Regions from separate parts of the Sus scrofa genome. Here region 1 is linked to region 2. Evidence: chromatin contacts called from public Hi-C data. All regions are on one chromosome and are shown on one strand. Each heading gives the region's core, a stretch centred on a gene start, on an enhancer-like site or on the middle of the called end of the contact. The rest is flanking DNA. Distances are from core to core; before and after follow the strand shown.

Region 1 (5,666 bases), core at 1,982-4,481, 80 kb after region 2:
AGGGCTGTGTAGACGGCTAAGTAAAAGAACGATGGGCATCTTACAGACGGCTGCGACCAACACCACACACCTGACACATCGGCAGCTCGAGGCGGGGCCACGTGGGGCGTTCGGTTGTAGCAAACTGCACGCAAATTCACCTGTGTTTCATTTGGGCTAATATTTCTCAATCGAGTGCTTGGGTTGGGCCACGCTCTAAAGCGCAGACAGATTACATAATGCTCAGGCCTCAGGGAAACCCCTCAGGGGGCTGCTCTGCTTCCCCCGGGGCCTGGACGCCAACAACCAGGTGTCTCCTGACCGGGCAAGGTCCCCAGTGGCAGTGCCAGCCCCACCTCGCAGGGCCACAGCCTGGGCTGGGCCCATCTCAGCAGCCCCCTTCCAGGTTCACAGGCCCCCAGCATGGGGAACCTGGCGCCCCACCAGAGCCCCCCACGGCGGGATTGAAAGACCCCCCCCATCCCCTGTGCCCAGCCCACGGGGGTTGCCCACAGCAGGCAGCGGAAGGGGCCTGTGCCAGCCCAGCGGACACTTGCTCGTAGTTCCTCCTTCCACATTTCCCAACCAACGCCAGAGCAAGGCTCTGCCGACACAATCTTGTTCCACGGATGGCCCTTGATCCCCAGCCCAGAAAATCACAGCTCCTCTCCCGTGAGGCCAAAGCTCCAAAGGTGCCACCCACCTCAGCTGGGAAGGTGGTGCAGGGGCCCCTGGCTGCTTAAGGAGCTGGCGCAGGGCCTCAGTCTTTCTCCCCCCGCCCCCCATGTAGGTAGCTCTTGAGCAACCAGAGGTAAACCGGGGGGGGGGAGCTTGAGCCTCCCGAGCTGGCTTCCCCCAACCATGGGCTGGAGCACAGCCTCGGCTTCTCCCAGGGGAGCACCGAGAGAGCCCGCCTGTCCTTCCCAGGGAGGTCACGGTGCCTCTCAACCATTTTCTTCCCCCTCCCCCCATCTCCCCTTCATCTTGAGGGGTGGCAGAAAGAAGAAGAAAGCCCCCCCACTACCACCACCACTGCCCAGCCAGGAAAAATCCTGAAGCCAGCTATGGAGGCTGTCGACCCAGGCAGGGAACTACTGGGGACACAGTTCATCCCCGGGTCTGAAACACTGCGTGCTGGCGAATTTTCCGAGGCTCTCCTTCCATCAAATGAAAAGCCGAATGCCAAGGCCTGTGGCTCAGGATGGGCTTCAGAACATGCACGAGCCCGAAACCGGGACTGGACCGCTTCATGGCAACCAGCGAGCCTTCCCGAGAGAGCGGTCTTTGCAGACTGCACCAACGTGCCCACAGGAAAGAAAAATAGGTGTTCTGAGCACGTCGGACTCAAAATTCAGAATAAAAGTCCTCGTGTGCTTCAATGCTCTCGGGAGGGGGGGAGCTGTTTCGAGGAGTATGCTTTCTTCGGCTAACTTTTCCCCCCTCCCCATTCCTTGGAGCATGTGTCACGGCCTGTGACACACTGCCAAGGGAACATGGATGCCGGGGAAATGTCTGCACACGCTACACGTTTGTGACATGCCATGTAAGCGACACCCTGTTTCCTGGCTGGGTTTTCTTGGCACAGGTGTGGGCAGGCGTTGGATTCGCCTCCCCCCCACCCCCTGCCCCACTGTGCTTAGTAAACAGGATCACGGTCGCCCGAGGGGGGAGTGTGCATCCTGGAGAAGACCTGCCACCCCTCCGAGGAGGACAGGACCCCCTCGGCAAGGCTTGGGCCCAAGCAGAGCTGGTGCTTTCAACTGTCCTTGTTTCAAAACACAAAGCATCCTGTTCAGGCTCCTGCCCGCCACCCTCCCCCGCTGCGACCCCACCACAGCCCAGCTCTCCACCTTGCAGATTTTCTGTTTCAGAAACAGATCAATGACTTCTGTCCCTCTCCTCCGGCTGACCCAATCCCAGCCATATACTTAAAAACAATAGCAATAACAACACAAAACCGCCAGCAACAAAACACACGTATACAACACTTCACAGACAATGCAAGACCTGAGCCCCACAGGCCAGCTTCCGCACAGAGAACTTGACCGCCCTGGCCCTCCATGGGGAGGAGACAGCGCAGGACCCCTGCCCCCTCCCCCCCCCATGGGCGAATGAAATTTTTTTCGGAAAGGGAAGCACCCAGTTTTGCCTGCCAGCCCGGGCAGGAAAAAGACGGGTAGAGCAAAGAAAGGAACTGGCTTCTGGAAATTCTTTGGGTTTTGGGGTTTTGAGGTTGTTGGGTTTTTTCCTCTTTTTTTTTTTTTTTTTTTTTGAGTTGTTTTGTTTTCCCCTCGGGCGCAGATCCAGATGGGCTTTCAGAAAGGGAACCCCCACCACCCTCAGGGCCCTGCTTCGGATCTGTCCCAAGGTCCCATCCGTAATTAACACAAGCGCTGGGCCCGGAGGTCCCCAAATGTTCAGCCTGGGGTGGGCCAGATCGTCTCCAGAATTAGAAGGGTCTCCCCGAGCCCGCCGGCTGGGCAGAACTTCGGATTCCACAATCCAGCCCGGAACCCAGGCCCGGAGGGGGGCGCCCGGTTCTCCCCGCCTCTCCCCCCACGGCGACCCCCGGCGCCCCGCAGGCCCCGGGCTCCAGGTGCAGCGGCAGGCTGGGGGCAGCCGGTGGGAGGGGGCGCCTCCCGGGCCCCGAGGGGAGGTGCGGGGGTGCAGGCGCGCCGCCGCGCAGAGCGACTCACCGTGGCGGACGCCAGGCTGTTGTCGGCCAGCGTTAGGTGGTGCGGCTCCCAGCGCCTCAGGAATTTCGAGGTGAGGATCTTGCTGAGAAAGGTCCGCGGGTGCCGGATGACACAGACCTGGATGTCGCCCTCCTGCAGCAGTTTGTACCTCATCCCGTTGCACAGCAGAAGGGCCCGGCGGCAGGGCACGGCGCCCATCTTCGTGCCCTCGGGGGCCGGCACGTCGCCCCCCAGCAGCGGCTTGGTCTCCTCAATCTGCCGAGGATCGCCGCCGCCCGAGCTGCTGGTCAGATCCATGGCCTGCCGGGCCGGGGAGGGGGCCGGGGGCGGGGAGACGGGCTGTCCCGGGCGGTCGGCGGCCCGCACCCCCCCACCCCCCAGGAAGGTGGGGGGGTGTGGGGCTGGGGGCGCCCCGCAGGGGAGGGGCCCGGGCGGGCGGGCGGGCAGCCGGCGCTCGGTCCTTCCTGCGGGGCTCCTCCGGCTTCCTCCTAGCTCGTCGGGTGCATGCTCGCGGCGGCCGGACCGGCTCGGCGGACGGGCGGGCGGGGACGCGGGGCAGCGCCGGGGGGCCGGGGGGGCCGAGGGGGGCCGGGGGCCCGGCGGCGGCGGCGGCGGCGGCGGCGAGCGGGGGCCGCGCGGGCGGGCGTGTCTCGGCCCCGCCGCCCGCTCGTGTGTACAGTACGTGTGTCTGGGCGGCCGTCCGCGGGCGAGTGTGCGGCGGGGGCCGCGGGGGCCGGCTCAGTTGAGAGATTGCAGAAGCCGCTCGGCGCCCGCGCGATTGGTCCCCGCGGGGTCATGTGCCCGCCCCTCTGACGTCAATGGCGGCAACGGCGGCGGCCGCCGCGGCTTCGGCCTCTAGCAGGCGGAGTCCGCCGCCGGGCGGGGACGCGAGGGGCCGAGGCGCGGCCCGACGAGAGGGGGCGGCCCCCGGGGAGGGGGCTGGGGCGGGCGAGCCCCGGCAGGCACCGAACCGCCCTGCCCGGAACCTGGGGAGTGGGCGGGGGCCGCGGGGGCGGGGCGCGTGACGTCACGCCCAGCCGCGCCCCCGCCGGTGCCCAGGCGGGTGCCGAGCCCCGCGGCCCGCGGGCCGGACGGATCCAGGGACTCGCCGCGGCCGGCCGGGATTCGAAAGGCCAGCGTCCCGAAACCTGTCCACGCGGATGGCGGAGGTGCGGCCAGGTGCAACCCCGAGGGACCCGGCCGGGAGGGAGGGGTGTGGGCAGGACGGCTTGACCTCTGCACCCACTCCCCCTTCAGCTCAGGCTGTTCACCTGACTGGCCAGATGGCGCCACAAGACAGAGATGTTTCCTCGAATTGAAAATGTCCCATCAGTTATCCAGATAATGAGCCACACTGCCCTGGCTCAGCCTGTGGGACTCTGCAGGCTTCCTGATCATTTACAGATGTCCTCCTGCCCTTGGCCCTTGGGGTCCTGAAGCCACCCAGGGTGGAGGGGACAGGCTCCCCAGCACCCCTCCTGCCTTCTGCTGCTGGATTCTGATTAGTTCCTAATAGGAACCTAGCGGGGGGGAAAAAAATCCCTCCCCAGAGGTACCCGCTCCCCACCCACCTGCACCCCGGCAACTCCAGCTTCTTTACCTCTGCCCGCAGGCCAGGACCAGGTCATTCATTTCTGTACCCCCAGGCCCTGTGCAGAAGTGTAAGAGAATCATATTGGAAGCACCTTTGGGGACTGATGCATGGTGTCACTGGGGAACTCCAGCTGTGAAACAAAAAATGTTGCCTTTCTGCCATCAGGAATGGCACCTGAAGCCACCCAGCCAGGTCTCAGCTCCCAGGTGGGGCTTTAGCGCAGCCAGCACACGTCTGCAGTTCATACCATTCAAGCCCCCAGATCTGTGCCTTTCTGTTAAGTGAAGGTGCCTCTACAGTGGACATGTGAGAGTGTGAGCATGCGTTCACTTGCATCGTGAGTGCTGAAGTTAGTCCATGGCAGCCCTACAGTGGCGATTGTGTAGACACATGAGGGCTCCCCAGAAGTCTCTCTCCTGAGCCTGGCCCCAGTTGGTTCCCCAGTGGAAGGCAGGCCCAGCATACATCCCTCACCAGATAAGACTCACCTCCAGTCTGCCCAGGAGATGGGCAGAGCTCTTGTCTCCTCCTGAGCACTGGGGGGGCACCATTAGGTGAGAAAATGGTGAATTTGCTGACTCCCTACAACCTGCTGGTGAATTCTGTTCTTTAAGTTCTGAATCTCAATGGCTTGGGAAAAAAACCATCAAGCAAGAAGGAGTCAAGTCCGGGAGTTCCCATTCTGGCGCAGCAGAAATGAATCCAACTAGTAACCCTGAGGTTGCAGGTTCGAGCCCTAGCCTCTCTCAGTGGGTTAAGGATCCGGCATTGCCATGAGTTGTGGTGTAGGTCACAGACACAGCTCAGATCCTATGTTGCTGTGGCTGTGGCGTGGGTTGACAGCTACAGCTCCCATTCAACCCCTAGCCTGAGAACTTCCATATTCCTTGCATGGGTCCCTAAAAAGCAAAAAAGAAAAAAGAAAGAGTCAAGCCCGAGCCCCCACCTCGTGACACAGATGTGGCTGTGGGGGGTTGTCATCAAGACCCCCAGGCCACGCCATTAAGGAGTTCAGTCAGTTGTTCAAACCTTTATCGGGCTCCTGCTGTTGGCCAGTTGCACTTCCCAGCCTTGTAAGTACTCCCTGTGTGCTGAGTGGTGCACACACGCACACACTTCTTTTCCTTCTCACAACAACCTTGTGACACAGGTGCCATCATCCTCCTCTCTTGCAGGTGAGCGTGTAGAGAGGCTGCCAGGCTCGCTTAGCTGGTCAGGATTGAGCCCAGGTACAGAGCTCAGAGTCTAAGACACTGTAAAGACAATGACCATGCTGTGTTTGGGACTGCAGGAACAGAGAGCATGTGCCTACCCCAGCCTGGCTGCAGCACTTGGGGACATGTCCTGACTCCAACGGGTCTTGGGGAGTTGGACAAAGAAGGCGAAAGGCGTTCCTG
Region 2 (5,481 bases), core at 2,516-5,015:
CCCTGACCTCCTTGGCGGCACAATCGGCCCTCTGGCTCTGCCGGGATGAGGCGGAACCACAAGCACAGACACTGAGCAGGGCCCAGGAGGACGGCGGCGGAGTCCTGTGCGGCCCTGGACTTTGTCGTGGGGTGGCTGGCCAACGCAACGTCTTGGGGATAGGCGGCCATCTATGGGGTGCAACTGATTTGTTTCCAAATGTTCTCCTGGGGCCAACAGAGAGGACACTCGGGCTGTCCTGTGGCCCTGGCTGTGACTGGGGACAACGTCGGGGGTGGGGGGATCCTAAGGTTTAGGTGCCACCATGAGCCATCTCGGGACCACGCTACTGTCTGATTTCCCAAATCCGACCAGGCCCACCTCTCCGATGGGTACACTCAGGCCCAGAGAGGCCAAACAACTCCTCCAAAGCCACAGAGCCGGCAAGAGGCAGAACCAGGAGCGCCACACGGGTCCCATGATGCCTCTGCCCTCCTGCCTCATAGACTCCAAGGCGTATGAACACTCTCTGGGAACAGGCCCCTGAACTTACCTTTCACTAGGCCTGTGTAGCACAGAGAATCCACAGTCCCCCAAAGGGCCAAGTTCCAGGCAACCTGTACCTTGAGCCTCATGCAAAACGTTCTTCCTCTTTGCTCTTCGACGCTGGGCACGGTGTTCTGGACTCACAGTTTGTGCCCCCCCCCCCAACTCCTCTGTTGAAGCCCTAACCCCCAATGTGATGGTTCGGGGAAGTGGCAGCTTCGGGGGGGGGGGGTGTCACTGGGTTTAGATGAGGTCATGAGGTGATGAGGTCACGAGGGTGGGACCCCCATGGTGGGATTCCTGCCCTTACACGACGACAAGAGACCATCGCTCACCCTCTCAGCCGTGAGCGGACACAGGGAGGAGGTGGCGGCCTGCAAGCCAGGAGGAAAGCTCTGCCCGTAAAGTGACCACCCTCTTCTCGGCCTTCCAGCCTCCGGAGCCATGGGACACACATGCCTGCCGGGTGGGCCCCCGCCTCTGACAGCAGCTGAGGGCCTGGCCTCACTGAGACAGATGGAGAATGTTACCACTAGACTGGGGCCCAGAAAACCACACTCGTGCAGTCTGCTCTCCCCAACGCAGAATAACTTCACCTGCTTCTCCAGACCAGGGCTCCAGGCTGGGAATCGCCCACCCCAGGGCCCAGCACGGCCCCTGGCATACAAGTGGGGCTCGAGAAACACCTGCCGAACAAACAGAACCGAGCGCTTGCTGAGCATCTGTACGTTTGCCACCTGGCCCCCAGCGTAACCCCCGTTCCCCGGTGAAAGCTGACTGCTTCTGCCGTCACGGAGCACCCAGCCTGGAAGCCGCCACCTCACAATCAACCAGCGCCAGCTCCCTGAAAAGGAACGGTACCCACACCCAGCAATTCTGCATCTCAGCATCCATCCACAACTGGGGTGTGCACGGGCATCTGAGATAAGGCTGCCTGCTCCCCACTGCGTCTGAGTGGGGACTGGCCTCGGCATCCACGGATGGGGGTGGGGTGGGAAGGAAGGACCAGGTGACGACTCCGAGGCCGCAGCTGAACAGGAGGAGGTAGAACAGCTGTCGGTGATGAACCCGAAATAAGTCGATCGAAGGAGGGACACACAGAACGGTCCCCACCACTGAAGGCCCCACGGCCTCTGTCCCACACACCCCATGCGACCTGCAGTTGACAGCTGGCAATTCCTGTTTCTTTAAAGACCTTCGCAAGGCCATCGCGTCAGTATGGCTTTTTCTCACTCCTTTAAGGCTCTCTCACCCACAACAGCTATTGTTTGACTGACGGAGACTCTCAAGCATTCCATTCGGTTTTGGTAAAACAGCCACTCTCTTTTCACACTCACGTTTCATCTGAGATCTTCAAGCAAATTGTGTCATTACTGTAACTCCTATAACCAGCAGGATCGGCTATGGGAACAGACACACTGGCTCTTGGAAACACACAACACAACTCACCAGAAGAAAAGCACTGGGGTTTCCCAGAGCCGCCTACGGGCCGAGCGTCAGCCGCCGGGACTCACAGACGGGTCACCATCCAGCCAATCTGCTAAAAGAGTCCCCTGCCATTGACATTCAGAGGAGCGAGTCCAGTTAGCACAGTTCATCTGCCTTTAGCCAACCAGCACCAACACATCCCCACAAGGTCTCAGTAGGAGAAGAGGCAAACTGCACCCAAGCAGCACACGATCTGATTCCCTTAGGTTTATACACGTTCCATAAAACTATCTGTTTAAATGTAAATACACAGAAAAGCCTGGAGGGATGGGACATGGGGTACGAACCGGGTTTGTGGCAGAAGAAGGGGAACGTCACACTTTGCTATAAGGAATCGATTTTTCACAAGAAGAAGAGTCACATAAAGTATAAAATTGAGCTGTTTTTGAAATCAACAAGATGTGACAGAAGAGCAGAGCACATGAAACACATAAGCCCAGAACCTGATACGTATGAAGCTTTAAAAAAAATTAAAATAGCACTCCAAATAAGAAACATTGTACTGGCTTCAAAGAAGCAGCTGTCTGCCTCTCAGCCGGGGTGAACAAGCGAGGGGTGGGCTCAGAGGCATTCACGGGCCGGGGATCTGCAATGGGCGGGCTGGGACCAGTCGGTGGACTCATCCAACCAGTGTGTTCTGACCAGACACTAGGTCAGCGTTCACGCTAGGCTGCCACGGTGACCGCCGGCTCCTGGCCCTTGATTCCGCCCTCTGTTTAGCCGGATAGGCTGTGTGTGCGACAGTCACAGAGCAGCCCTCAAAGGCAGCTTTCAAGGTGGCTGAGGCGATTCTGCACATCAGACAATTACTTCCAGCCCCATTCTCCGCACACGTCTGTCTCCATCACGCATCCCCCGGTGACGGCGGCCCTCGGGCACATGAAGCTCGGAGCTGGGGGCTGGCTGGGACCGTGGGGATCGTGTCCCAGCACACAGGGACACAAAACCACCAACGGACACCTTATTTCACGGGAGCTGTGTTCGCGCTCTAGAGCCCCCAGAGAGACTCTCCCACCGTGTCCTGGCAATGGGGAGGCTGTCCTGGAGGATGGTGACAATCCCCTGGGGAGGGGACACTGCCGCTGAGGACTGGAGGGGACTCGGGAGGGAGGGTGAGAGGACTGGTCTTTGCAAAGAGGATGGGGTGCACTCAGGGGGTCAGAGGCCAGCCCGGCTGAGCCAAGGACTCCCGGGCCGCAGCCGGGGAAGGGAACTCCAGGACGGTGACAAGGAGACAGAGGCAGGTCCCGATGGAAGCCCAGCAGCCTCGAGGCCCAGGTCAGGACTTGGGAAGATTTCCTAACTGCACTGGGGGAAGCCATCCAGGACTGGTGAGCAGGCCAGCGCCACTGCATCGCGCATGTGCCTTCCCCGCCCAAACAAAAACAGATTTTTGCAGCCTGTGCTTCCTGAAGGGCCTTCATTTTCCTCCATCACTGTGGGACACACACACACACACACGTCAGCCCCACCCCATTCCCAACAGCTAGACCCTTGGCAGCTGCCCTCGCCCATCATCACCAACCCCCAAGGACGCCTGGTTAAAGCCCTAGTTTTTCTGTTTGTTTGTTTGTTTCTTTTTTTTAAAAAAAAGGCCTGGTTAAAGCCCCTAGGGTTCCGCACAAATCCTCAGACTGCTGGGCTCATGGAAACAGTCCCAAAATGTTTTCCCGTGTACTCGAGCCGCCTGCTTGGAAGAGCCCCGCTGCAGGCACTTCTTTCTTCCAGGCGGCTACACCCAACTGTTTGCTGGAAGGCTCTGCGTCACAAAAGGGATCTCCCCAGCTAATACGACATTTGAAGGAACGAGCAATCTAGGCGGCCTGAATTCGGGGCGGTCATGTTGTCGGTGTGTGCTCTTCCTCTGCACCATCTAATCGCGTTTCCTGTGGGTATGCATACAAACACTGTTGTTCCGACCCATGAACTTGTAAACAGACTGATTATATCAGCTTTAATAGATTAAGGTTTCCAAAAACAGATGGACGCCATTACTTTTGCTTTAATTTACGACAAACACAATTTCCACTGGATGTGGATAAAATTAATGATCTTAGAAGAAATCAACTTGCCTGTGAACAAAGAAAAAAAACCGCATCATTGTCCGAGACCATAACCCAGCCTTAGCTTGGAGATGCCATATGCTACTTCTGCCTTGCTCTGTTTTCTTGGAACGAGGCTGTTCGCGCACATTCTTTGGGGTGCACGGAACGTCAGTGGGACTTGGCAGGGGGCAGATCACCACCCCGAAATTACTGAAACCAAGAGAAATCCACAGGATCAAGCCCAGACCAAGAAAGTCGTCTAAAACGGTAATCAAATCAACTTCCTTCCAAAACCAGGCTCTTCTTAAATTGCAGTTATCAACTTACTCAGTTTATGAAGTAAGAATACGGAGATGCGCGCCAGCCTCAAGCCAATCCACCAAAACCACTCGAGCTGACCCACCGCCCATTCACTGATGACGCGGGTTTCGACCGTGTTTCCACTTGGTCCCAACAACCGCTCGTGGTCAGGGTTTATGGTACCTCAGGCTCCTGGAAGCGGGACACCCCATCGCTGACTCCCCAGGTTCGGAGGGCAGGACACAGGGAATGGTGCGACTGACCTCCCCAGTCCCGCTGCTCCTCCTTCTAGACACCTGATCGAGGGGCAGTCATCTCACCTGCCAGGTCTCAGTTTTCTCATCTGAAAATGGGCACAACAGTGGTACCTGCCTCACAAGGTTGTGGCGGGGACGCAACCAAGGGTGGAATGTGCCAAGCATGGCGTCCAGCGCAGGGCAACCCCCTGGCACATGTCAATCATTACTGCTATTCACATTCCAGGAGGGTGACTTCTTAATTTACTAAAGTAGTTTATAGAGCACCGTGTTTATTAAACCAGATCACAGCCGCCACACCTCGACCATGTTTTCCATGATATTTTCATGGCAGAGCCCAGGCTGAATTCTCTTCAGCAGCAGTAGAAAATCTGTAATAGCTTTCGTTTAAGAATGCTTTAAATGAACAAAATAGCTATTAATGTGGGATGGCTAGAGATGAAACAGGTTTAGCAGGAAAGGCAGACAGCATCATTAAAAAGCAACCACTCTGAATAAAATCCTTTTTCAAAAAAGGTCTTACTGTTACCGTTCGATCCAGAACACCTGATCTCTTTGCCCCCGAAGCACCCAGACTCCCACACCCACCCTCTGCTCCAGGCTCCAGGCTCCCCAATCCGTCCTTTGGTTGACCTTTGCCCTCTGCTCCCCCCAGGCACTCTCACCACCCCAGCGTCTCTCGGTCAACTTTCGTGAAACACCGATCTGGCCATTTCTATCCAACTTTATTTCTGGGGATCCCCCCCGATCCCAGGCCGGCCAGCACTCCCATGCGTCCCCTGAAAGACAGAACAGTGGAGCAGACCCGAGTCTGCACCCCAGGTCTGCCCCTGACTGGCTCCTAGGCCCCCAGAGAGTTGCTTGTA

Evidence for each region. A called contact is a pair of places that touch in the nucleus more often than the background predicts.
Region 1: a contact with region 2 is called in a Hi-C map of skeletal muscle, with 2.8 times the contacts expected there. The contact joins the promoter of CMIP here to the enhancer-like site in region 2. A contact is called at or near these places in 2 of 5 promoter capture datasets (both in liver), 8 of 47 Hi-C or Micro-C datasets (blood, liver, mesenteric adipose tissue and 1 more) and 1 of 2 datasets of contacts at active chromatin or transcription factors (alveolar macrophages).

What each region holds. Positions count from the first base shown.
Region 1 is chr6:6,878,643-6,884,308 of Sscrofa11.1, forward strand. It overlaps CMIP (C-Maf-inducing protein), which reads right to left and starts at 3,232. Exons shown (of 21, transcript XM_021093761.1): 1 at 2,676-3,232. The coding sequence starts at 2,972.
Region 2 is chr6:6,797,611-6,803,091 of Sscrofa11.1, forward strand. The region is part of intron 1 of CMIP (C-Maf-inducing protein); the gene reads right to left. Among named protein-coding and RNA genes, the nearest start is that of CMIP, 82 kb to the right of the region's middle. Within about 2 kb of position 3,766, at least 6 of the 83 cell types and tissues checked have an H3K27ac peak or open chromatin away from gene starts, as enhancers often do. A contact at or near this core is called in skeletal muscle, where this site is marked.